Regions from separate parts of the Mus musculus genome. Here regions 1, 3 and 4 are each linked to region 2. Evidence: chromatin contacts called from public ChIA-PET and HiChIP or PLAC-seq data. All regions are on one chromosome and are shown on one strand. The core of a region is the stretch at or near the end of the contact, and the rest is flanking DNA. Distances in the headings are between cores, read along the strand shown.

The links. ChIA-PET counts read pairs in DNA pulled down with a chosen protein or histone mark. HiChIP or PLAC-seq counts read pairs in DNA pulled down with a chosen protein or histone mark.
Region 1: a contact with region 2 is called in a BATF HiChIP or PLAC-seq map of CD8 T cells, with 10 read pairs. The contact joins two enhancer-like sites. A contact is called at or near these places in 7 of 39 promoter capture datasets (the C10 cell line, the HPC-7 cell line, cranial neural crest and 4 more), 3 of 484 Hi-C or Micro-C datasets (bone marrow-derived macrophages, liver and nephron progenitors) and 8 of 115 datasets of contacts at active chromatin or transcription factors (the 230-238 cell line, CD8 T cells, the HPC-7 cell line and 4 more).
Region 3: a contact with region 2 is called in an H3K27ac HiChIP or PLAC-seq map of regulatory T cell precursor, with 7 times the contacts expected there. The contact joins two enhancer-like sites. A contact is called at or near these places in 1 of 484 Hi-C or Micro-C datasets (CD4 T cells) and 4 of 115 datasets of contacts at active chromatin or transcription factors (CD8 T cells, microglia, pancreatic cancer cells and 1 more).
Region 4: an RNA polymerase II ChIA-PET map of effector CD8 T cells shows a contact between it and region 2, with 82 read pairs. The contact joins two enhancer-like sites. A contact is called at or near these places in 5 of 39 promoter capture datasets (the 3T3-L1 cell line, the C10 cell line, the HPC-7 cell line and 2 more), 1 of 15 datasets of contacts at CTCF or cohesin (CD8 T cells), 12 of 484 Hi-C or Micro-C datasets (CD4 T cells, CD8 T cells, Th1 cells and 5 more) and 11 of 115 datasets of contacts at active chromatin or transcription factors (the 230-238 cell line, CD4 single positive thymocytes, CD8 T cells and 8 more).

What each region holds. Positions count from the first base shown.
Region 1 is chr7:114,452,058-114,454,757 of GRCm38.p6, reverse strand. All of the region lies in intron 1 of Pde3b (phosphodiesterase 3B, cGMP-inhibited), which reads right to left. Among named protein-coding and RNA genes, the nearest start is that of Pde3b, 38 kb to the right of the region's middle. Within about 2 kb of position 1,332, at least 99 of the 459 cell types and tissues checked have an H3K27ac peak or open chromatin away from gene starts, as enhancers often do. A contact at or near this core is called in the 230-238 cell line, CD8 T cells, the HPC-7 cell line and 4 more, where this site is marked.
Region 2 is chr7:114,316,245-114,318,944 of GRCm38.p6, reverse strand. All of the region lies in intron 3 of 4933406I18Rik (RIKEN cDNA 4933406I18 gene), which reads left to right. Among named protein-coding and RNA genes, the nearest start is that of Psma1, 41 kb to the right of the region's middle. Within about 2 kb of position 1,369, at least 192 of the 459 cell types and tissues checked have an H3K27ac peak or open chromatin away from gene starts, as enhancers often do. A contact at or near this core is called in the 230-238 cell line, CD4 single positive thymocytes, CD8 T cells and 11 more, where this site is marked.
Region 3 is chr7:114,068,006-114,070,705 of GRCm38.p6, reverse strand. The region is part of intron 1 of Rras2 (related RAS viral (r-ras) oncogene 2); the gene reads left to right. Among named protein-coding and RNA genes, the nearest start is that of Gm51454, 33 kb to the right of the region's middle. Within about 2 kb of position 1,320, at least 89 of the 459 cell types and tissues checked have an H3K27ac peak or open chromatin away from gene starts, as enhancers often do. A contact at or near this core is called in CD8 T cells, pancreatic cancer cells and regulatory T cell precursor, where this site is marked.
Region 4 is chr7:114,478,459-114,481,158 of GRCm38.p6, reverse strand. The region is part of intron 1 of Pde3b (phosphodiesterase 3B, cGMP-inhibited); the gene reads right to left. Among named protein-coding and RNA genes, the nearest start is that of Pde3b, 65 kb to the right of the region's middle. Within about 2 kb of position 1,263, at least 129 of the 459 cell types and tissues checked have an H3K27ac peak or open chromatin away from gene starts, as enhancers often do. A contact at or near this core is called in the 230-238 cell line, CD4 single positive thymocytes, CD8 T cells and 10 more, where this site is marked.

The sequences.
Region 1 (2,700 bases), core at 83-2,582, 140 kb before region 2:
TTTAAGTTTATAACTTAAAATTGTTTGTTTGTTTTTTGTTTGTTTGTTTGTTTGTTTGTTGTTTTTCGAGACAGGGTTTCTCTGTGTAGCCCTGGCTGTCCTGGAACTCACTTTGTAGACCAGGCTGGCCTCGAACTCAGAAATCTGCCTGCCTCTGCCTCCCGAGTGCTGGGATTAAAGGCGTGCGCCACCACGCCTGGCTATAACTTAAAATTTTAATTCTGATAGTAAAATAACAAAGACTTAAACCCATGAACTCTATTTGCAACTTAAGCATTTTACTAACAAGAACTTTAATTACATATTCTAATGCTTACTAATATACAAATTACAATTTTCTGTAGTAGGTAGAGCACCCATAGATACAGCATTAACACTCATTAATGAAGCCTGTGAGCATGTTCTTTAGCATTGTCAAAATGAAATGTCATAAAACCAAGAGTGTTGTTTAAGAATGGTAATCTGATGGCCTACTCTGTCATCCTAGAAATGGTAAACCATATAAAAGAACAGCAAAACAAGAAACAAATGCACTCATTGTTAAGAGTACAAATACATTAAAAACTCAAATTCACAGCTATCAAAGTAAACAACAACATAAAGAAGGAATGAAACAGCTTAGCAAAATGTCTGCCTATTAGTAAATTTATTTTCATTACTATTTAATTAAATATCCCATCTAGTTTTAGAATTTGATTCTCAAAGATAATAAAGTTACAAATGATTGAATACTAAATATACACTTTTATAATAGACATAAAAGCAAAGAATTATCTGCTAAAATGATTTATCAAAGATATATACTGAAGAAGATGAGACATTGCTTTGTAAATGCAGAGCCCAATAAACAAGGTGGCTGAGAAGAAAAGCTCTACAACAATACAGACCGTTTCTCGGCCCATAGTTTCTCTGTTGAGGTTAATAACCACTCCTTTCATGTGGCTTTCATGTGGCTTTCAATATTAAAATTTTAAAAGCAGGGACCAACAAGAAGGGTCAGTTGGTAAAAATGTCAGAAGCCACCTGGAAGCTCATGGGCCATCTAGTGTGGATACACAGCAAGACAGAAACAATATCACAGAGCTTGCTTTAGAAGCAAAGTCTAAGGAGAAAACTGTGGAGGCTGTCTTCTGACTTCCACATGTACACTGTGGCACCGTATGCTTACAGGGAGCTGTGTACGGATGGGTAGGTACAGGTGTGTCACATGTACAAATCAGAAGAAAAAAATTTAAACATGTCTTCTCAAATAGCCCCATCTGCACAGTAAACGTCATTATATATTGTCTAATTACAGTTATCACTAGCACTGTCACTCAAATTTTCCCTGACAGCTATTACAACATAGAAAAGCAGAAGCTTCAGTCCTTATCATTCAAAGAAACAGGAACCACTTGCTAAGGACTCTAACAAAATGAAAGAGAGAACTATAGTACACAGAAAATGTGAAAAATAAACTAGCCTTCCTCTTCCTGCAAAAAGGTATTAGGAATCAATCTTCCAGGTAACAGATAATTGACAGACTTCACTTTAAGAGAGAAGATAGCAAGGATAGATGCATCCTAAGTTCAGAAGTACTCTAGAGAATACAAAAACAAAAAACAAAACAAAACAAAAAAGCCTCTTCACTCTAGAGAATGTACTTCCTCCTCATAAGTAACTGTTCAGTTCTCTGTCCTTCCCCAGAGCAGCTAAAGGTTTCTCAAAAGGGTCTTCTCTTCCCCCTCTTCTCTTCCCCTCGTCCCAGGGACTGTTCTCTTCCCCCTCTTCTCTTCCCCCTCGTCCCAGGGACTGTTCTGCCTGCTCTGATCTGATGTTGACGGCAACAATTTGGCTGAAACAACTTTTAAAGGACAAAAACAATCCTCACTTTGCAAAATCCTATAACAATTTACAAATCACCTCTGCATCAGCTTTTCAAAATTATCCAACCTAGTTTGTATCCTCAAAACCTCCCCCACTCACCCCACCCCCATCGAGGTTTAAGTGATCTCCTCTCCTGGGTGTCTCTCCTACTTCTCAAGTCCTCTTCCTCTGGTTTACAATGGAATTGTGGCCCAATACTTAAATCTGAGTCCCCGTTTGTGTTCTGGATATACTCTTCCTTGGCAACTTCATCTATCCACATGTTTGTTTGTTCATTTCATTTTTTTATTAGATATTTTCTTTATTTACATTTCAACTGTTATCCCCTGTCCTAGTATCCCCTCCAAAAATCCCCATCCTCTCCTCCCTCCCCCTATTCCCCAACCCACCCACTCCTGCTTCCTGGCCCAGGCATTCCCCTATACTGGGGCAGAGAGCCTTCACAGGACCAAGGGTCTCTCCTCCCATTGATGACCAACTAGGCCATCCTCTGCTACATATACAGCTAGAGCCACGAGTCCCTCCGTGTGTTTTCTTTGATTGGTGGTTTAGTCCCAGAGCGTTCTGGGGTTACTGGTTAGTTCATATTGTTGTGCTTCCTAGGGGGCTGCAAACCCCTTCAGCTCCTTGGGTACTTTCTCTAGCTCCTTCATTGGGGACCCTGTGCTCTGTCTAATGGATGACTGTGAGCACCTACTTCTGTATTAGTCAGGCACTGGCAGAGCCTCTCAGGAGACAGCTATATCAGGTTCCTGTGAGCAATCTCTTGTTGGCATATGCAATAGTGTCTGGGTTTGGTGGTTGTTTATGGGATGGATCCCCAGGTGGGGCAGT
Region 2 (2,700 bases), core at 120-2,619:
CTGGGCAGCTCACACTATAACTCCAGCTCAGGAGATCTGACTTCCTCTTCTGGCTTCCACAAGTACCCACACACAAGTGCAGAAATACCCAGACACATACACACATATAGTAATTTTTAAAAATTTTTTGAAACAGTAATACCATTGTAAAATGTTCATATGATACACTTTGGTCCCATCAACCCTCACTAGAGCCCTCCAACCCTTTATTCTCTCCCTCCCTGATCAACTTCCTCTTCAATACATCTTTTTATTTCATGGTGTGATCATTTATTTGTTACTCTAAAATACTCTTATTCTGTACTGAACTCTGACTTAGAAGTAGATACTCTTGGCAGCAACATCTGTGGCCACTCACTTCTCATTAAAAAAAACAAAACAAAAACAAAAAACAAACCCATAAAGTTCTTCTTCCAGTCCAATGAGTTTCTGACAGCTGATGGCTGAGAAGATACTCAGCTTCATCTTGAGGTACCAAACTCCCAGCAGGTCTGTCTGTCTGTCTCTCTCTCTCTCTCTCTCTCTCTCTCTCTCTCTCTCTCTCTCTCTGTGTGTGTGTGTGTGTGTGTGTGTGTGTGTCTGTCTGTCTGTCTGTCTGTCTGTCTGTCTGTCTGTCTGTCTGTCTCTGTCTCTGTCTCTGCCTCTCTCTGTCTCTGTGTGTGTCTTTGTGTCTCTCTCTCTGTCTCTGTCTTTCTGTCAGTCGTCTCTCTCTCTCTCTCTCTCTCTCACACACACACACACACTCACACACACACAGGTGAAAATGGGGGGGATACATTGTCTTTAAAATCTTTTATGTACATGTACTTATTTACTGGGGCCAGGGCGGGGCACATGTGGGGCACAGTTCTGTCTGAGGACTCCTTACAGGAATCAGTTCTCCTCTTCCCTCAGGTAGACTCGGATGCCAGGCTTGTTTGTATGGATCTTTACCCAGAGGCACATCACTGGCCTCACGTCTTTCAGTAGATCATGTTTAACAGTTTTCAGAAAAGACAGTTTTCCAAAGTCTGTGCATTGAATTTGAACAGAGTAACTTACTCCTTCTGAGTCCGTTTCTTTTTTCAACTCTTCAACTAGTCCCATGCTCATAGAATTCTAAGATAATTAAATAAATCTAAACCACTTAGCAGATATTTGGCGGAACGTAGGTGTTCAAAGATGCACCCTTTTGCAGATGGAACCCCACACAGACTGCACAAACACCTTTGTGAGGCAAGGCCTCCAAAGGGCAGCACCGGAGCGTTTAACATGCAAAGCCTTGGACCTGTATCTGACTCTTTTGCATGTAAGCACTTACACCCAGCTGCTGTCAGCTCTTGTTTCTTGCCAGCTAACCGCCACCCTCTCCCCCAGCCTTTTCTACTTCCTGTTTACGTAGATTGCTGCTTCCTGGCTGAGGGAACTGAAGAGTTTCTGCCAGACTGGCTTTCCCCTGGACCCAAGCTAAGAATGCCTTCTTTACTTTCTTCTGGTTCTTGTAGCAAAGCCATCCCATTAAGGAGGAGCAAACTACTTCTTGAGCAGTTCCCAGCTAAGCAGCCGGGGCTCTTTCTGGCTCCTGAACTGACTCAGACAGACATTAGTCTTACTGTTTCTGGTGTAACAAATGCAGAAACTTGTCCCTTCAAGCTATTAGCTCAGCCCTCACTTAGAACTAGGATGACAGTATGTTGCCAGGTCCTGCTTTTTCACCTAGGTCCTGCAGATCTGCACTCGGGTCCTCATGATTTCACAGCAAAGGTTCTTACCCATTGAGGCATCTCCCCAGCACAATAATGGTTATTCTAAATGCCCTTCTCTGAGCGTTAACCAATGGGTAATTTGGGGAGGCAGGAATGAAAGGTATCAGCCATATCAGGAATGAAAACCTATTCCTATAGTCTCAACTACTGAGAGCCCGAGACAGAAAGATCGTTTGAGCTCAGGAATTTGAGGGTAGACTGAGAAATATAGCAAGGCACCCCATCTCATAAAACAAAACAGGAAAAAAAATAGATGTGGCTTTGATTTTATTCTGCTCTTTGCTGGCACAGTGATTCCCTTAGGCACAGCAACCTATTCGCTGCCAGCTTAAATTTTTTCAAGTTGTTATCACCTTTACAGAATCAAATGTGGGACTTGGCTTGCTTTGCAAGTAGCACATTGGCTTTCTCTAAGCCAAGCATTCACATAGCAAGGCAGACTCTGAGAAGACAGCCTGACTCTGTAGGATCTTTGGAAGCAATGATTCTCAAAAGCACTGCACCACCTCCTACCTCGTCACCACCACGGTCAGGGCTTCCTTTTCTGCAACAGCTACTGCTATGTAGGGCCCAACCAGCTCCATTTCCAGCAGAACTCTTGACTTCCTCTCTGATGACATTCTGTCTGTGGTTCAGATGACTGTTTAGAGAGTCTCATTTCTACTCTAATGACTCCTGTGTTACTCACTCACTGAGTGAGATACAGTTCACAATCTCTTTTGTTCTATAACCATTGTGCTTACAAAGGCCCTAATGAGCATCCGGTAAAAAGCAAGACTTTGAAAGAACTGATTGACTGCGGGAAACTAGGACAGAACACTCCAGTCGTGGAGCTGATGGTTAGATTCCGGTCTAATGATCTAATGTCACCATTACGACACTCTGTTTTGACATGGTAGATTTTAACCAAAGAAAGTGAATGAATACAGCCTGTTTTTCTTTTATCCATGATAAT
Region 3 (2,700 bases), core at 71-2,570, 250 kb after region 2:
TGACTGAGGATCAAAATCAGACCCGCTGGAAGCTATGGAGTTTTACCACTGAGTCATCTTGGCTCTGACCCTTGGGTTGCCTTTGAAGTTCTCTTTATGTAGGCCAAATGGTGGGACCTCTAGCAGTCCTCTGAGAGCTTGGCCTTGTGGGTGCACACGCTGATCAGGCTGGGAATCTGCAGATCCATAGTGCAAGAGGGTGGAGTGGAGGGAACGGAAGAAGCTGCAAGGTGAGCTGCCTGGATGTCCTGACTGCTGGGTGGAGCCCACACAAAGCCACCTATACAGGGACGCCACGCACTGATGGCTAACTGACAGATGACGACTTGCACCAGGAGGGACCCATGAAAGCCTCTTTGATTCAGGGTTGAGAGTTGTAAGTAGGTTTCTCTAGAGCCTGAGAATTTTATGTCACACACCCCATTCTAGGGACTCTCCCAGGAAACCCACAGGCATTCATGAGAAAGAACATCAAAGTTGATTGGTGTGGTCTTTGACTCTATGCTCTCCTTCAGTTCCTACCCAGGAGCCAGAGATAATGTTGGTGTGGAGCAGGAGAGATGCATAATAAAGGACAGTGCTGCCTTGGCCACCCGTGTTTTACTGAGGCGGGGCTGGGTGGGGGGTTGCCAGGTGAGTGCCGGCAAATATGATCGAGACACCGGAAGAGGTGCATTGAATGTTGAAATTAGAAAGTTCCTGAAAACCACTTGAAGAAGATACTAGTTACAGAGTGAAGACAATGTGTGCTCTCTTGGATTCTGTTCAGGAGCAAGGAGCAACTTGTAGAAGGGCCTAGGGAGAAGTTTACATGTAAAGCCCAGCGGGGTTATTTATTTATACATGTCCCACGTGCACATTTGTGAAAAGGGGAAGTGAGGTAACAAGAGAGACACTGAGTTTTACTCAGTCTACCTCATGGCTCTGAAAACGGGTAAACAGGTAGGTGTTAATTACATGCTAATTATATATATACACATATATATATACACATACATACATACATACATACACACACACACACACACACACACACACATATAATCAGATATGCCCCATTACTCTCCTTCTACTGACTCTATTTCTCTTCCTACCTAGTCCCTCTTTATTTGCCTGTAGATTTTATTTTTATGACTCAGTGAGTTTCATTAGGTTGTTTACAGGATCCTAGGTGAGAAAGTAAGATTTTTTTTTTTTGAAGGTTAAGAGCCTTCTTTGTGGGCATGGCTGGAACCTTGCACCTTGTGCACTCTAGGCAAGCGCTTTACCACAGAGCTGCCCCGTCAGCCCCAGGGGAAGAGGCTGGCATGGGAACATGTGATCATTTTCCCGTGAGAGTGTGGGGTATATGCACTGTAATTTAATAGGCCTACTGTGTGTCATGTGTTGTGCTCTGTACACGTGCCCCCCCCTCCCCCCAAGGCAGTGAGGTTTTTTGTTTGTTTTTTTTCTGTCTCATAGGCAAGGAAGCTGAGGTTCAGACGCACACGAGCTGTGTGGTTTCCTACATGGAGGACAAACAGAGCTAATTTACCCTCAGTCTCTTTCTGCTTCTCTCCGCTGCCTACACACACACACACACACACACACACACACACACACACACACACGGGACAGAGGTGGGGAAACTCAGCCAGCGTGTCCCACACTGGGTGGGGAGAATAGAGGACATGGTGGTCACTCGAGACTGGCAGCCTGATTCCCAGGGGCAACGGTGTGGACTTCTGTTCCTTGGAAGAGGGAATGGGTCCTTGCACCTCTTATCTAGGAGGTTATCTTCCTTCTTGCCACATTTAAAGTAGACTTTGGGTTATGCCTACCTTATCCTTTTTAAAAGCAAGATTTATTTATGTATTTTCCGGGCCTGAACGCTTTGCTATCCGTGTGTATGGGCGCTGCATTTGTCCCTGGTGCTTCAGGAGGACAGACTTTTGATCCCTTGGAACAAGAGTTACAGATGGTTGTGAGCCACCACCACGTGGGTGCTGCAAACTGAACGCTGGTCCTCTGCAAGAGTAGCAAGTGCTCTTACCTGCTCAGCCACCTCTTCCGCCCTTGCAGAGTTATTCAGTTCGCCTAAGGGCTCAGGCATCTGTCCAGCGTGGCTTCTGGACTTGACTTTCAATCCCCTGACTGCATAATCATGCATCGTCTCGCCTTGCTGCCTGCAGCCAGCCTTTATAAATCCTCTAATCAAGAAACCAAGCAGCTACCAAATCTCAGGTTCTGCTCTATTTTGTCATAGGGAAATGTAAAACTTGTTCTGTGGGTAAAAGTGTCTGTAGGGCCATGCTGAATTTCAGTGTTCAGGGTAGGCTCTTAAGGACTTTGCATCTAGACTGTTTCAGAATCCCCTCCCAAGAGAACTGGGCAGGACCTCAAGAAGATGACAGGGGTGTGGGTTTATAAATCTTGCCTTTTCTCATATTTTTGGAAATATTCTTCCTTATTTTATAGGCCAATAGAAAATTTGGTATTCAGTGAATTTTTATTAAATAATAATTCTTAGGCTCTGATGACCTTATTAGCATTGGGTCTGAATTTAAACCGTAGTCTTCCTGCTTGTTTATTGAGTGGCCTTGAAGAAGTAGTGCAGTTCTCTGATGTAAAAATGTTTGTAAAAGGGGGGAATCTGTTGGAGGGTCCTTGTGAGGATAAATGAGAAAATCTACTGAGTAATAAGCAAGGCAGATGCGCAGC
Region 4 (2,700 bases), core at 14-2,513, 160 kb before region 2:
AAAGCTTTTACTTGCAGAAAACAACTGGCATTTCAAACATGATGAGCAAGATTCAATATAAACAGCACAAATGTAAACACAATTTTGGCTATAGATTATCTTTTTATTATGCTTTAGAAAATGGAGCAAACTACTAAAATAATTTAAACAAAATATGAAATAATTCTATTTCTCAAAAGTTAAATATGATATGTCTCATGAAATTAATAACTAGCACAAGCAGAAAGTAGACATTAGTGAAAATGTTTATAATTTCAATGTCCATGAATGTATAGAACCAACAGTAATGAGCAATGCCTGCCTCCCCTGTCTAACTGTGGTTTTATGGTCTCATTTAAACGAAGCAGAAAGGGATTAAATATAAATGAACCCAAAACATGTAACTTATTTACTTCTTATAACGAAATACCTTTGTTACTACAAAAAGAGGTTGTTGAAACAAAAACACAAAAAGAGGTTGTTTATAATTTATTAAAGTAGTAAAAATTTATTTTTAAAAATTTACCTAAAAGTGGTGGGAGGCTATCAGACATACAGAGTGCACAATGCATGGCAAGTATAATTTAATGTTTTCAAGTATTTGGTCTAAGTATTTACTTCTCCTATATAGTATGCAGGTCTACTGAAATCTTGCTTCCAGGTAGACAGTCACTACTCTGCATGAATACTTTTCATGTTAGCAAGGCTGAGACAACTAAACTTCAACTCCCATACCACTAGACCAACATTAAGAGAAGAGTAAAGCTGAACTGTGAATCACAATAAAAGCATCCCAGTGACTATAGAGAATGTGCTTACATATTTATGACTATGTCCCTCAAAACGACAGTACTCTGAACGACTGCATTATCTGAAATGACCGAGTCTTTTCACAAACTATGGCTTACACACTGACGCTAATTTTAAAACACTACTGCTTTTTCTAGGTTACATATGAAATGTATATTCTTTTAAAAATTTTTAGTTGGTTTGATAAAGTTGTACCCAAGGCTGCTTTTATTTAAATTCATCTTTTCTTTGTGGCTAAAAGTTGAATCCTGATAAAAGTTTCTGTTTGAATATGTTTATAAGTCTAACATGCTTTACAGAGTTCTACAAAACCACCAAAACCACAGTGAATCATCAGCAGCACAACCAGGAGATGTTATCAAGTTCAATTACGTCAATGAGGTTTTACTTCATTTTTCTCTATGCGGCCCAAAAGAAAAACATATATGCATCCTCAAAAACAGAACTGCAACACTCATGTCAAAGTTAAAAGACTGTGTGCTGTGGTGCATTCCCGTGTGAACTGTGAAACGTGCTGTGTTCTTAGTTCTTGAGCTTCTTCACATCTGTGCTACTGAAACTGAACAAATTTCAGTACTTCCAATTTTTCTAATTCTGTGTCCAGTGGAGACCATCATTTAACTTGGTGTTTACTGAACATAAAAACATAAAAGGGTAGATAAAAATGTTAAACTACAGTTGTAGTTTATAATAGACTCTAATACATGAACAAAATTTGAAAGAAAAAAAGAACCCCGTTCAGGAAATCTAAAACAGGAGGAGAAGGGGTCTGTGAGGGACAGAGACAGGGAAGAGCCTACTATTACACTATTGTTTTTCTATTATTCCTACTAATCAACTACTAGGATGATGTTTATGGTGACTCTGACTACATACAATATTAATTTACTATAATTACCCATATTCCTGTAATTCTGGGCCTTCTCCATTTCACATATGAAGAAGTACACATCACAAAATCATATGACTAGCCATACTTTAGATTTAATTCTAGTGCTTTAGGAATTGTTAGCCATTAGGAAATACCATCTTATACTTAACAGTTTACTGCTGTGTGCTAACAACGTGCCCACTGCTTAGCAAAGCATGTAAAAAGCACAGCAACTTGACATACGAGCCTGGCTTCGTGTATGAGAAGAGGAGGCATGCAGTGGTATAGAGGACATCTCTGCTTTAGCCTCCTAGGCCCATTTTTTGTTCTCCTTTGAAACATAAGGGAGTTAAGCCCTATACTCTGTGTCAGCTAAACTGTGTGCAGCTGGTTTCTGCTTACACTTAACTTACACAGCAGGAGTCAACAGCAGGAAACTAGAGTGTATTCAAAGGTAAAACAGGTTAATTCCTCTATTCTGCTTCCCTGGATCTGCATACCACTCCTCCAGCAACGATTTGGTCCTCCAGACTGCAAGTTTTCAGAGGATTCATCAGCTTCGGTGATGACTGAACTTTGAAAACGCCTGTTCTTCAAGTCACAGGTAAGGTGCTTTCTACTGTTGCAAGTCTCTAGCCTTCTCTTAGCCATATTCTTAACTGCTTTTATTATCTAGAATATTTTTTATTAAAACATTATTATTTGAACTATTTTGATGGAATTCTGTTTTATACTGGGTCCCTAAGTTATGCCAGGCTATCATAACTAAGTTTTTTTCTGTCATTGCAAAGTAACAGAATATGAAGTTGGGTTTGTTTCCTCTGATTTCATTATCTTCTACTATGCTAAATAGTTGATGATTTATGTTTTTTAATTTATGCTTTTTAAAAATTAAGACTTTTTTTGTTTTGTTTTTGTTTTTCAAGACAGGGTTTCTCTGTATAGCCCTGGCTGTCCTGGATCTCACTTTGTAGACCAGGCTGGCCTCGAACTCAGAAATCCGCCTGCCTCTGCCTCCTGAGTGCTGGGATTAAAGGCGT